Regions from separate parts of the Mus musculus genome. Here region 2 is linked to region 1. Evidence: chromatin contacts called from public promoter capture Hi-C data. All regions are on one chromosome and are shown on one strand. Each heading gives the region's core, a stretch centred on a gene start, on an enhancer-like site or on the middle of the called end of the contact. The rest is flanking DNA. Distances are from core to core; before and after follow the strand shown. Region 1 overlaps Gtf2h1 (general transcription factor II H, polypeptide 1). Region 2 overlaps Gm9999 (predicted gene 9999).

Region 1 (7,147 bases), core at 446-2,945:
TGAGAATCATTCTACTGCTTCTCTTTGTGTTCTATTTTATGTAGTGTGTTAAAGCAGGATGGAGGTGTGTATTTGCTACACTCAGAAGAAACGTGTAGGAGTCAGTTCTCTCTCCAGACCAAGTAGGATGTAGGGTCAAGCTCAGACTGTTAGGCTTGGCTCCAGTGCCAGCTCTTCTGGCCTTCTGGTTTTTCTTTTTTCTTTTTTAAATTTAATCATCCATAAAAGCTGTGATTTAATCTGACAGTAAAACACAAAAAACAATATTAGAGTTGGTTTAGTATATTATATATTCTAGCTTTGAAAGCCATAGAAATCAGTTATCCCAGTTTTTCCCTATTAAAGACCCATTTTTCCAAAGCATCATGCACAATTTTAATTAGAATATAATGACAGATGATATTTTCATAATTTTAAATATAAAATGAAGTCAATGACTCAAAAAAGTTATCTGCTGCAATGAGTTTGAGAGGAGATTTCATAATCTATATCATTACAGATATAAAGTATGATGGTTCAATTTTTTAGTGCTTGACAGGGAGGAGTCATGATAAAAACGTCAATATGAAATCATTTGATTATAGTAGTACATTTAACATTTGAAATGCATCCATGCTCTTCTGTATAATTGTATTAGAGTCAAGTATCTTATTTCACATCTGTTATAACTGCTATTGCAAAGGAGAAATACTATGTCTTCTTTCCAAGAGATATACACAGAGCAACTTTGTCTCCAGGGAACTTGTGCAAACCAATATAAGATCTAAATTCTTCACATAATATATAAAACAGGAGAAGCCTCTTCAGATTTCGTTTTTGAAGTCTGGAATGCTGGCACTTTCCAATTAGGCAACAGTTCTTCATTTCTGTAATCTGGCTCAGAGCTGCTGCTGACTTCAGGTCTAGAGCAGCAAACATGATTTCTTTTTAGGCTTCTTCTTTTCCACTGGTGTTTTTCTATTTATCTGTCTGACCAGGTCATAAAATATCTCATTAACGTTGATCTTTGACTTTGCAGAAGACTCTAAAAAGGCACAGTTACACCACTGTCTTGCTAAATTCTGGCCTTGTTCTTTGCCAACTACCCGCTCATCTTCCAAGTCACATTTATTGCCAACCAAAATCATTGGAACATCTTCTGTGTCTTTAACCCGTAAAATCTGTTCTCTCAAGTCTTGTAAATCATTAAACGTAGACTGAGCTGTAATTGAATAAACTAGTGCAAACCCTTGGCCATTTTTCATATACAAATCCCTCATTGCTGTAAATTGCTCAGTTCCTACAGTGTCCAGGATCTCCAGCATGCACTGTTGGCAATCTACCTCGACTTGTTTTCTGTAGGAATCTTCTATTGTTGGGTCATATTTTTCAACAAAAATTCCCTGAACAAACTGAACTGTCAGAGCAGACTTCCCCACGCCTCCTGAACCAAGGACTACTAGCTTGTACTCACGCATGATGCGCTCTGTTTAAATATTGACAATCCCGCGGCCCGGCGCCTCCTCCACCTCCTCCTCCTCCCTCCTCTCGGCCGCGGCTCCCTGGTTTTTCTTTTTCTTTTTTTCTGGTTTTTCTTGATAGATTTATTAAGTATATAGTCCTAAAAAAATCTGTTACTACAAACCTGGCAGTGATAGGCAGGTAAAATGTTAATGATAGGAAGCAGGGCTGTCCTTGGATGGGGCTCTACAGCAATAAGGCCAGTGGTGGAGCAGGGTTGGTTTGCACAAGGTCTTTAGTACTGTTTCCAAGCAGAGCTAGAACAAATGTTGAAGAGGTTTGTTTCTTCGAGAGAAACTGACTTTCTGAGAAATAGTATATGCAAACATAACATCTAGCTATGACTAGGATGATCAGAAATGGGGTTTAGCAAAATCTTGATGACTTATGATTTTCCCCAGTGAGCACTGAGTGTCTCTTACAGCAGGCCAAGAACACTAAGCAGGTTCTCTGCCTTTTGTGCCGCCTCGGTTGATTGTGTTTACAGCACTGTGTTGAGGATTCACAGGCTATGTGTAGCCATATGGAAGCATATGAAATACATCTCACTGGTACTGTAAAGCCATCGCTACCGGTCAAGCAGAAAGGAATTGCTACATTTTCCAGACAAAGCTAGTGCCACACCCTCCTCCGGGAAAAGGGGATTAGAACTGGGGATTGCTGAAGATTGAATGTGCACTTTACACAGAAGTGCTCTGCTTCTGTCCTGCATATGCAGCTGGGGTAGGGGCATACTTAAATCTCTCTCCTAGAGCAAAATCAGTGACTTAGAGCACCCCAAGTCCACCCCCTCCCTCCCAGAATGATAAACTTGAAAGACTTTACTGTAACCACGTAAACATACTCCAAGGCTTTCTGACCTCAAGGGTTAGTGTGCTCCTCTTACTTGACTTTGTCAGACCCCCGAAGGCAGAACTCTCCAAAGTTCAGCGTTGAGTCGGGTTTGACAGTGAGTGCCAATGGTCCTGGCACTCAGGCAGGGGCAGGGAGGCTGCTATAAGTTCAAAGCCAGACTGAGGGTCTTCGCAGAGAAAAAGTGTTGCTGTTGCTGTCCTGACTTTCAATAGCTGACCAGTGTATAAATCAAGAAATCAACCTGGTTTGGCTCTCATTGCACAAAAGCAGTTCTGGTGCTGGTGCTAGTTAATGGCCAGGCCTAGTATCATAACCCAGATAGAGCGGGTGACTGTCCAGATCCTGCACTGCCCCTACCACCTATCTTGCACATGCACAGTGTGTGGTCACACCTTTGCTTGAGGGTTTATACACACACGCCTTGCTGACTGAGTGATGTGCTGGAAAGTGTGTGCCAGGCTGAGCTGTGAAGCAGTGGCTTCCCTGACTACTCACTGTCTCTTGCAGCTGGTAAGTCACATAGAAGAGATGCTGCAGACAGCCTACAACAAGCTCCACGCGTGGCAATCCCGGCGCCTGATGAAGAAGACGTGAAGCGTTTATGGTGCTCACAGGTTTTGTGGGTTGAAAAAAAACTTACCTGCAGTCACTCTGGAAACCTGGCTGAAGACAAGCAGATGCTCACACCGGGGGAAACATCTGCAGCACGCCCGCCGACTCCCAGAGCTGATGCTGTTGTACTTGCACATGAAAACTGAAACAGAAGGAAGGGACGGGATTCACCTAACTCTGGGGAGGGAAACCAAGGCAGAACCAAAATGAGCTAAGTTGCAAATATATATGTATGTGTACATGTATATGTATTTAAAGACTGTTTACTGCAGTTACTCAGGAACTGCTTTTCATTCACGTTAAGCTGCTTTCAAAATTTAAGAAAAAAAAATAACTAAAAGAAAAAAATACTTAAAGGGTGCATTGATAAAATCTAAGTTTTTCAGTTTTGTTTTCTGGGTAAATTTTTTTCCCTAAGTTTGTGGCACAGGGTAGCCCTAAGAATCCTTCCTCAGACCCACACTGGGATCCTCAAATGTTACTAAATTCTAGTTGTTCCTTACTTCAGCATGTTAAAGAGAGTGCTTTAAATAAGGCAGAGGGATGCTGTTGCTCAGCCATCAGGAAACAGTTGTCAGAAGACTCCACTAGTCCTGTGTTTCCTACGGAAATAAGTGTGGCACTGAAGCCTGTGTTCTGAGTCCCCAAGTAGAAGGCACATGTGCGGGAGTCGTGGTCAGTGCAGGACGTCGTCAGGAGACTGATGCTGCATGGGTTTCTTGGGTGCAAATGTATATTGCTGAGAATTTTTTTAAAGATGGCATGTGCTTTGAAAAAAAATTGCATTTTTAAGAATTTAAAAATCTTATAAGTGAGAAATATAAGAATTGCTTATTTTCACCTGTTTAGAAGAAATAAAGAAAGTTTCTCATACCTGCCTCTCTTGGAGTCTTGACTGCTACTGCTACTGTCTTGGTGAGTGGGTCACTGAAGAGCCTAAGTGTGACACTCACATTGGTAACACACACCATGCTGTTCCCAGAGTCCATGCCCCATTCTGTTCTCTTGTGTCAGCTCCTGCCTCTGCAAACAACTGCAGGTGTTTGGATTAGACCCTGCAAAAGCAGAGCCTTCTCCACCGGCTTTGCTCCTTTAACTGGACACCCACCACTTGTAGTTTCTCATTCTGAGGAAGGTTAGCAAACTCAGGTGATGCCCAGGGACTGCCTCTGACGCCTCCTCCTCCTCCTTCTTCTTTTCTCTTTTCTTTTTTTTTTTTTTTTTTTTGTTTTTTTTGGTTTTTTTGGTTTTTGTTTTTTCGAGACAGGGTTTCTCTGTGTAGCCCTGGCTGTCCCAGAACTCACTCTGTAGATCAGACTGGCCTTGAACTCAGAAATCGCCTGCCTCTGCCTCCCAAGTTCTGGGATCAAAGGCGTGCGCCACCACTGCCTGGCTGCCTCTTCTTTTATGTATATTTGCAAGCTGTATATTTTTTAATGGTCTCAGTATATAGTCCCTGCTGTTGTCTGCCTCTGTAACTCAGACTTGCCTGCTTCTGCCTTCAGAGCACTGAGATTAAAGGCCTACAGCTGCCACCACCATCAGCCTGATGTAGCTCTGGATGTCATTAATTAGGTTAGGATTCCTCAAACTCAGGAATCCACCTGCTTCTGCCTCCAGAGTGCTGGGACTAAAGTCCTGTGCCACCCCACCCAGCTTATCACACTGATTATTTTAATAGCATTTCTACCGGAGAAGGTGTCCTCGATAAACTCCAAACTGGTAAAGGAAAAGAGGCCATATCGCTTTACACCTTCACAGTGTGCTTTTCAAATGTCACTAACACAGCTTACTCAGAATGATTTCAGTAAAAAAAAAAAAAAAAAAAAGGTTTGAAATGATGTCTTTGGGATAGGCAAGCATAAGCAAAACTGGAGTGTTGTTAGAGAAAATGATACAGCAATAGGTATGGTGGCACACCTTTAATCACAGGCAGAGGCACATAGAGCTCTTGAGTTGATCAGCCTGGTCTACAGAGCGAGTTTCAGGACAGCCAGGGCTGCGAAGAAATAAAGACAGAATGGTGCTCACAAAGGAGCTTAAGAAAAGGCAAGTTGGGGCTGGTGAGATGGTTCAGTGGGTAAGAGCACCCGACTGCTCTTCTGAAGGTCTGGAGTTCAAATCCCAGCAACCACATGGTGGCTCACAACCATCCGTAACGAGATCTGGTGCCCTCTTCTGGAGTGTCTGAAGACAGCTACAGTGTACTTACATATAATAAATAAATAAATCTTTAAAAAAAAAAAGAAAAGGCAAGTTAGGGAACTGGTGTAGACACCATTAACATTTTTTGCCATACAGGATAGATCGTTTCTGTAATCCCAGCACTCAAGGTGGAAACAGGAGAGTCCAGAGCCCCAGTTCTGTCTGAGCTGCACAGTAAACCTCAGAACATCCCAGCTTAGCCTTGGAGGTTAAAGCTTTATGGTGGAAGTCATTCACTCTAGGGAGGATCCCTTTCCAAGACTCCAACTGCCAGAGGAGCAAGGAAAGTTTATTCAAATTGGAGACTTGGGTGTAGCAGAGTCCAGAAAGAGATATCAGGGTGGGGGCTGATAGTTGTAAGTGAAGGTCTTACCATATAGCTTAGGCTAATCTGGAACTCACTGTGCAGAGAGGCCTCAAACTAATAGTGTCCTCTCTGCCTCTTGAGTGCTGGAGTTAACAGACCTGAGCTACCATACCTGGCTTGGAAAAGTGTCTCTAATTCCGATTGTAAATGGCTTTGTATACCCAAGTGAGAAACCTGAACCCTATGTGTTAGGCATGGTAAAAATGGAAGAAAAGCGTTGAGTATGAAGTTGTTTGTATAAGATCTATATGGTGAGTATGTGGGTGTATCTGTGGATGGTAGTGATTGAAGTAAAGGGCTGGCGGGCAGGGAAGCCAGAATCCGCCATGCTTTGGAGTCATTGGACTAGGAAGGTTAGGAAATGGAGCCCTGTAAGCAGAGTGGAAAGGGTCACTTCAGGAGCTGGGAGAATGTAGATTGTATAGCACGTCATGCCAGAGAGCCTGGATTTAATCCCAGCACTTGGGAGGCAGGTGGATTTCTAAGTTCGAGGCCAGCCTGGTCTACAGAAAGTTCCAGGACAGCCAGGGCTACACAGAGAAACCCTGTCTCAAAAACCAAAACAAAAACAAAACATCCTAGGCCTGGTGATGCCCTATAAGCACTTGAGAAGGTGGAGGCAGGAGAATTGGAAGTTCTCAAGAGCTACTTGAGACACTTATCTTCAAAAAACACCCTTATGTGACCATGCCTCTGGAGTGTGAAGGAATGAAGGGAGGGAGGTCTTCTACGCTATGTCTATCTTCTACATTAAATAGTTTAGCTTTGGGATCCCTTTAAGGTATGGCTCCAGCACTTAAGAGTACATAATGCTCTTCCAGAGGACCTGAGTTCAATTCCCAGCACCAGGTCGGGCGGCACAGCACCTGTCTGTCAGCTCAGCTCCAGGGGAACCCTGTACCTCTGACCTTGGGAGGCACCTGCAGCTGTGCACATGCACACACATAATTACAAATCATTTTTTAGCCAGCACCTTTAATCCCAGCACTTGGGAGGCAGAGGTAGGCGGATCTCTGAGTTTGAGGCCAGTCTGGTCTACAGTGAAATTCTATGACAGTCAGTGCTATACAGAGAAACTCTAGACCAGACTGGCCCCAAACTCAGAGCCTCTACCTCCCAAGTGCTAGGATTAAAGCATGAGCCACCATCACCTGGCAGAGTTTGTGTGTGTGTGGTAGGTTTTTTTTTATTTGTTTGTTTGTTTGTTTTAATGAACTTGAGAAGCTGGAGAGATGGTTCAGCGGTTAAGAGCACTGACTGCTCTTCCAAAGGTCCTGAGTTCAATTCCCAGCAACCACATGGTGGCTCACAACCATCTATAACAAGATCTAGCGTCCTCTTCTGGAATGTCTGATGACATGGTGGCGCACGCCTTTAATCCCAGCACTTGGGAGGCAGAGGCAGGCAGATTTCTGAGTTCGAGACCAGCCTGGTCTACAAAGTGAGTTCCAGGACAGCCAGGGCTACACAGAGAAACCCTGTCTCCGAAAAAAAAAAAAAAAAGAAGAAGCTTAACCACTGAAAAGCCCAATATCACCCCAAGTTTCTGGATGGTAATGGCAGTTAACAGGGCTGTCAGAACACGTAACTGCTATATCTCACTTCTTA
Region 2 (7,227 bases), core at 89-2,588, 160 kb after region 1:
AAATGACAAAGGCACTGCCATCTTGTCATAACTTTCCTTTGCAGCTGCTTAGATACTTCTTAGCCTTCTACCCACCCAACCAGCAGCTGCATCTGTCTTGGCAACACCTTTGTAACCCTAAACATGGCCTAGACATATTAAAAAAAAAACCCTGATGCTTGTGCAAGCTAAAACATAAAACTAAAATAACTAAGAGGCCATGCAAATCAAAGATAATTGTCATTTGGTATCTGGAAAACAGTGCTGAATTTTGCAAGAAAACATGTTACTAGGCTACTCCAAATCACTGATGTGATCGGCCCCCCTACTGATGCAATTGTGGCGTTTGTCTTTAAAAACACTGGACACCTGAGCTTGGGCACTAAGAGACATTTTGGAGGCACAAGCCCACTCTTGATCTGGTCATTAAAAAAAAGACTCTTAGAGTTTTAAATGGCTGGCATTAGCTTGCATAAGTCACTTCAGGATGAAATGGCCTGTCTGTCTGAAGGTCTGTGAAACAAGAATTAAGATAAACTTGAGATTAAGCCCTAACTTTGCAACTGACTGAGAGAACTTGAGAGGTTTAAAATCTTCCGAAAGTCCATTTCTTCACTGGTACAACTGGAGATATTTTGATCCTTCACTATTTTTGTGAAGGTCACATTTGGGAATCTATGTAAGGTGTTTAGTGCAAAGCTTGAAAACTAGTGAACTACAATTTATTTATTTATTTATTTTATTAAAAGATGTATTTATCTATTATATGTAAGTACACTGTAGCTGTCTTCAGACACACCAGAAGAGGGCATCAGATCTCATTACGGATGGTTGTGAGCCACCATGTGGTTGCTGGGATTTGAACTCAAGACCTTTCGAATAGCAGTCAGTGCTCTTAACTGCTGAGCCATCTCTCCAGCCCCTACAAATTTCACTAAGTGAAAATGAGAACCTGTCAGTGAACTTTGGTGACAGTGGTTGGGCCACCCTCAACATTGCACAATCACCTCATTGGTGTGTGTGTGTGTGTGTGTGTGTGTGTGTGGTTTGAGCCAGACCTCAGTGTTTCTCACACTCCTCCCACGGGGAACAGAGGGCGACACCCTTTCAGCAACCCCTGGTCTGGGCTTCCAGCCATCCAACCATTTCATTCAGATTATTTTATTTTATTTAGAGCAGTGCCATTTATAAATAAAGACTACTCTTCATAGTCTTAACATGCTGAATCAAAAGTAGAAGGATTTGGGGGGAAAGTACCCCAGAAGGCAGGGGATGGTAGCCCCAGCCTCAGGTATAGTAAAAGCAGGAGATGGTAGCTGCTGGTCTTTGGCTCTCCCTCAGCCCCACTGGTTCAAAGGATCACATTGTGCGGGTGTAACGGAAGAAGTGCCATCTGTTTATTGAGTCACTGTTTATTGAGTTATGTGACTCTAAGCCCGTGTGCCAGCCGTGAAAGAGCCCCAGCAGCAGCTCCTATCTTCTTTTTGCTCCTTTCCCAGGGAGGTTTCTAGGAGGTTTAAGGCAGCAAGATGGGGGCTGGGTATCATTTCACAAAATGTAAGACTTTTCTTCCTTGGATAGCTTAACAATAGCTAAACTGCTGTCTGCTTAGTTTGTTAATCCTACATGGCCCCCAGATCAACCCAGGTGGTTCTGATTTGTTATTCACAGCAATCCTTTTCTGTCTTGAATAGTTTAAGCAAATACATAGCTTGTGTAAATGGCTTATTAAGGTTCTAAACAGGAGTGGGGGTAGCTCCTTTTCCAACTTTCTTTCATCCAAACAAACCTAACATCCTGGCCAGCCTTGGCCGCTCTAACCCTTGAGCCCCCCAACTCCCCATGTCATAGGAACTGATGTCACAATTAGTGTCTGAGTCTGGCCTCTCAAAATGGCCATTTTAGTTTAGACTAGACCTCAAAGTTCACCAGTCAGGAAGTGCCATGCTGGGCCACCCACCATCTGGTCTGGAATGAAGCCAGGGATCCCCAGGACTCTGCAGATAGATCCAGGCCTTCCAATAACCAGCCCGCCACCAGCAGCCAAGGCGGCCCAGAATGATCGTTGTCTTATGGATGGTTCTCATTGCAGGAACGATGTGGAAGGGATATAAATATCCCCCAGGAGGGGTAAGTGGACTTCTTTACTGCTGTAAGTGACTTCTTTACTGCTGGTGAGTCCCCAGCATTAACACAGGAAGCATGACAATCTAACCCTTAGTGACTTTAGAAACAGATTCTTTCCAGTTTTTTTTTTTTTTTTTGAGAAAAAGTTCCCAGTAATTTACCTCCTCCTACTGTGGGCTACTCAGAACTGGGAGCTTGCCAGGTTTCTTTCACACACAGCCCAGGATGAACGAGCAATGGAACCAAGGCTGCCTTGGTCCTCCTGCTGACTGCTCCTGACTGCTGAGATTATGTGGTGCTGGGATCCGACCAGGGCCTCCTGCATGGTGGGCACCTACTGTCTGAGACACACCCTCAGCTTCCCATGTGTTTTCTTATATTTATTTAAGAATGGAGGTAGAGAGTATTTGTGACCCAGGGTCAACATTAATGTCTGTAAAGCTGACAGGATGTTTAAAATGTTTAGCTGGCAGCATTATTTTCGAGATCAGCCCACTTCTGCAAACCTACCAGTGGTCCTGGTGGCAGACATCTCTGCACTCTGTCAGATCCCCACAGGGCCGAGCACCTCCTGCTAACAGGATCAGACTGCTCCACACCTAAGCAATGCTAGAGCCTCCTGACATATGCTTTTTTCCCCCCCAGACCCCTCTGGAAGTAAACAAAGATGACCCTGGTGAACCAATGCAGCTGTGAAGATCACCCAACTGCACAGTTCCTGTTGTAGGTTTCGCATAAAGTAATCGCACATTATTTTGTCATATTCTGTGTAGTTACCACACTTTTTAAGAACAAAAGCAACATTCTAATAGAGAATGAGGGCGAGTGGGCAGGTGGGCATGAATGGGAGATGGCCACATTCTGTTTGTTGGAGCCTCTAAGACTGAGACAACTAGTTTAAATTGCCCCTTGTTCTGTAATCTTAATGATTTTTAGGCCCAGTTTCCAAATAATATACTCCAAGTCCAGGGTCCAGAGGTAAAAATTACCCTGTGCAGGGATGAAGAGGGGCAAGGGGATCTGTGTGTGGATGACTCGTTCCAATTTGAGATGCTAAAGTGAGCTTTTAATCTTCACCTGAACCCATTAAAGCTGGGTGTTGGCCTCATTTTACCAAGTGACCAAAGAAGCGAAGAGGCTCAGGCGTCTTGCTTGCCAACACAGGAGATTCAGACACAGGATTTCACCAGGAACACCACCCATGCCTTATGTGCTAACTAACGCAATGGTCAAACAGCACTTGCTGCCTAATTACCTCCCTCCCCTGGAAAAACAAGACAAAACAAAGAAGTTGCCCAAAACTCCTTTTTTTTTTTTTTTTAATTTAAGATTTATTTATTTATTTATTATATGTAAGTACACTGTAGCTGTCTTCAGACACTCCAGAAGAGGGAGTCAGATCTCGTTACCGATGGTTGTGAGCCACCATGTGGTTGCTGGGATTTGAACCCTGGACCTTCGGAAGAGCAGTTGGGTGCTCTTACCCACCGAGCCATCTCACCAGCCCCCCAAAACTCCTTTTAAAACATTTACTTTTATTATTATTTATTTTTGATATTTAGAGACAGGGTTTCTCTTACTGTCCTGGAATTCTATAGAACAGGCTGACCGTGAATTCAGAGCTCCACCTGCCTCTGTCTTACAAGCACTGGGATTAAAGACATGCCCTGTGCATTGAAGGACAGCTATACACAGGTCTCTGGTTCCCCTGGAGTTTAAAGTGATTGTGAGCTGCCAAACGTGGGTACAGCAGGTCCTCTGTGCAAGAGCTCTTGGGTAGGTCCTGCTCTTAATCTGAGCCATCTCTAGACCTCTGATGATCCTTTAAAAGAGAAGATATATAGAAGCAAACCCTAACCAGCTCTCAATATGATCCAGTGAATTTAAGTTCAGGGCTGGGAGCCTAATTTTGAGATCTAAGCAGCTAATCAGGAGTCTGAGCCCTAAGATCTTTCTCTAAAACTGAGACGAGTGTGATGGAGGTGGGGGGAGGTAAGATAAATATCTGGTCCCACTGTTTAAGAGAACAGATCTGCCCCAGCAAAGTAGCCCTGTAGTTTACACAGAAAAACTCTGTTCTTTGGACTTCTTACCATTTAAGAGGTCTGCACTCAGAGTGTGTTTATGTGCTCACCTGTGTGGAGACCAAAAGTCAGTGCCTGGTGTTCTCATTCTCTACCTTGATTAGACTGGGCAGCCAGGGAGCCTTGGGAACCCATCTCTGCACTGTCAAAGTGTTGGATTTACAGATGGCTGACATCATACCTCCCTTTTATGTGCTGCAACTCTGAACTCAGAGACTCCTTTTTTCGGCAGGCACTTTATACATCAATTCATCCTCTGGCCCCAAGATTACCCTGCCAATGGAAAGGAGAATGAATAGAAAATCCACACATGTAATTCGTAGTGATTTGGGAGTGTAGCTTCCATTTCTCATATGACCTAGACTCAGCACACTGTAGCTATCTACATTCCCTGCATGCATGGGTGTGGCTGCTAATCTCCTGACATTGCTAAGGACTCATCTAGTCTTGTTGTCATCACCCACCATGTCAGTCCACGTGCGTCTCTGTGCTTGTACTGAGGCCAGAATGCACTGGGTGTCCTCTATCACTGCCTTGCTTTCCAGGTAAGCTGTCTTCAGAAGCTGGGGGCTTTTTTCCCCAGGCTTGGCTAGAAGCCAGCAAGCCCCAGTTCCTGTCCTGCCATCCTTGGAGCTGGGCTTACACGTGGGTGTATGGTGCTCATCTGGTTGTGTGTGTGCTGAAGGTTGTCCAGGGAGCATGCTCTAACCACTGAGCCATTTCTCCAGCTCCTCAAGCTTGTTAGAGAGAATCTGAACTGATAATTCTGACAAGAAGAATTAAATATCAGCTCTGCTGTTTCTTTTCCATTTGAATAAACCTTCAAAACCCCAAGTCACGAAGCTAGATTCCATGGCTCTAACTACGTCCAGGTTTGTTTTGTTTTGAGATTTTATGTTTTGAGTGTTCTGCCTGCATGGTACTGGTGATTAGAAGTGGGTGTCAGAGCCCTAGGGACTGGCATTGAGCCACCGTATGGATGATGAGAATTGAATTCGAGTCCTTTACAAGGATAACAAGAGTACTCTTAACGGCTGAGGTGTCTTGGTGTCTGAGGACACAATGGTATTCTGGCTGAGGTGGGAAGGTACAGGGGAAATCAGTGGTAGCCAGGCACAGGTATGTAAGAGGCAACAAGCAGGAGTGCGTCCAAGGGACAAGCCTCACCTTAGAACCTAGTAAGCCTATAGAGGTTCCTAGCTAGCACGGTGTTCCAGGCGATAAGGAATAGCTTCTAGTTTTGACCAATAAATGAAAACCAGTAAAAATATCAATAAAATATTTTAATGCCTACAATTTCTTGTATACATAAATTGCAAAACATTCACCTGTATATGCAAAAGTAAACTCTTCTGCAGGTCAACAGCACCAGGAAACAAGCTAAGCTATGTCAAAGTGTCCTTCTTTCATATTTGATTTGTCCATTATGTAAAAGACATCATGGATTTAATAATGCCAGAGAAATCTATATTCCACTCGTAATCACGCTAAACACCTGAATATGTATTTCATCACATTCACTCACAAAATAAATAGTCTAATCAGCACACCGAAAATAAAACAACCAGTCTCTCTTTATATATTTATTCTCTTTCGAAAAATGTTTTGGTCTCCTGCTGTATCTCAGAAATGTACTACTAGCTGCTTTTAAGTTATAAAATACAAAATAATTTATTTCTTGGAGAAAATCTTGGGGGTTACCATTACAAAAATGAAATTTTGAGTTCCTGTAGACTTTGTCACAGTCTTTGAACTTTCTCATGGCACACACTCAGGGCTGCCTGTGACATGTGGTACCCTGCCTCTAAATGGACATGACTACATCCATCGCTTAGAGAAAATACAAAGACCAGTTCTGAAGTAGCCTTAAAAGAGTGCCCTTTGCTTTAGCAAGGGACTGTGCAATCAGAGCCATGAGTTCCATGAAAATGACTTTCTTATCGAATAATTTGTTAGAGAATGTCACACCCGTGAACATGTAACATTACAATTGTGAAACAACATTACTACATTCGAGAATTAACATCACCCAATAAAAGGCACATCTTCAAATATTGAGTCAAAATCTGAAAATCAAAACAGTAGATAGAGAGAATACATTAAAAATCAAGCACTTAATTTGTAAACCTTGAAAACAATAACAGCCTGCTGCTGTTTCTTCAAAGGCTTGTGAACTTTTTCTAAGTGGTCAGGAAATACAGAAGAGCAAAATGGAAGACATGATTTGGACTTACAATCTTTCCTGTGTCTTTTTAATGGCCCACACAAGAGTACTTATGTAAAAGTTGATGCATGCCTGTTACAGAAATGCATTCATACATGAGAGATTACAACCTCACTCTACCAAGTTCTGAAACTTTAATCTAGCACAATGGCGCCTTTCTGTGCAAACAGCTGCACCCTGAAATTGAGTACAGTAAACTTTCAGCCACCAGTAACTTTGACCGCAATTACAGATTCCAGAGTATGAATATGAAAATCACAGAGGCGGGGAAGCACACAAGTGATAGCAATAACAATGTTCCAAACATACTTATCCAGTGGAATATTCCTCCCTTTATATTAACGGTGGGCTAGGGAAAGGGAAGTTAATAATAGACTTTCTGCTACCAGTGTATAAAGACCTACATGGAGAGTTAGAAGCGTTCTATACCCTTTAAAATTAAATCCTTGCACTTTCTCAAAGTTTGAAACTCAATTCAAAACGAGTTTGTTTTAAGGATTGGGTCAAATGGTCCCACAAAGGAAGGCAAAACATGATTACCCATAATACTCAAGCTTAAGAATGAAGACATCATGGACAAATGCATAAAGTCTGGACCTGTTGAAAAGTAAGAATTCTTTGTAGGATAGCCTCTCTGGCTTCCCACCCCTCATGGCTTAACAGTTTAAGAAAGCCAGATACATTGTGGATCATCCCACAATCCAAATTCTGGCTGCTCCCAAACCTCCACACTCCAGTCTCTAGCATGTTATTTCATTTTCTGTTGCTGACTGTCCTTGAGACATGGCTTCCTTCCAGCCAGACCATACATCA

The links. Capture Hi-C pulls out chosen DNA fragments and counts their contacts.
Region 2: a contact with region 1 is called in a promoter capture Hi-C map of liver. The contact joins two enhancer-like sites. A contact is called at or near these places in 1 of 39 promoter capture datasets (liver) and 3 of 9 other capture datasets (adipose tissue, liver and pancreatic islet).

Annotation. Positions count from the first base shown.
Region 1 is chr7:46,819,961-46,827,107 of GRCm38.p6, forward strand. Gtf2h1 (general transcription factor II H, polypeptide 1) reads left to right here. Exons shown (of 15, transcript NM_008186.4): 15 at 2,863-3,840. The coding sequence ends at 2,949. It also overlaps the pseudogene Gm9392. Among named protein-coding and RNA genes, the nearest start is that of Ldha, 22 kb to the right of the region's middle. Within about 2 kb of position 1,696, at least 7 of the 459 cell types and tissues checked have an H3K27ac peak or open chromatin away from gene starts, as enhancers often do. A contact at or near this core is called in liver, where this site is marked.
Region 2 is chr7:46,984,938-46,992,164 of GRCm38.p6, forward strand. Gm9999 (predicted gene 9999) reads left to right here. Exons shown (of 5, transcript NR_033461.1): 4 at 2,072-2,109; 5 at 2,752-2,866. Spty2d1 (SPT2 chromatin protein domain containing 1) reads right to left here. Exons shown (of 6, transcript NM_175318.4): 6 at 5,459-7,227. Among named protein-coding and RNA genes, the nearest start is that of Gm9999, 12 kb to the left of the region's middle. Within about 2 kb of position 1,339, at least 63 of the 459 cell types and tissues checked have an H3K27ac peak or open chromatin away from gene starts, as enhancers often do. A contact at or near this core is called in liver, where this site is marked.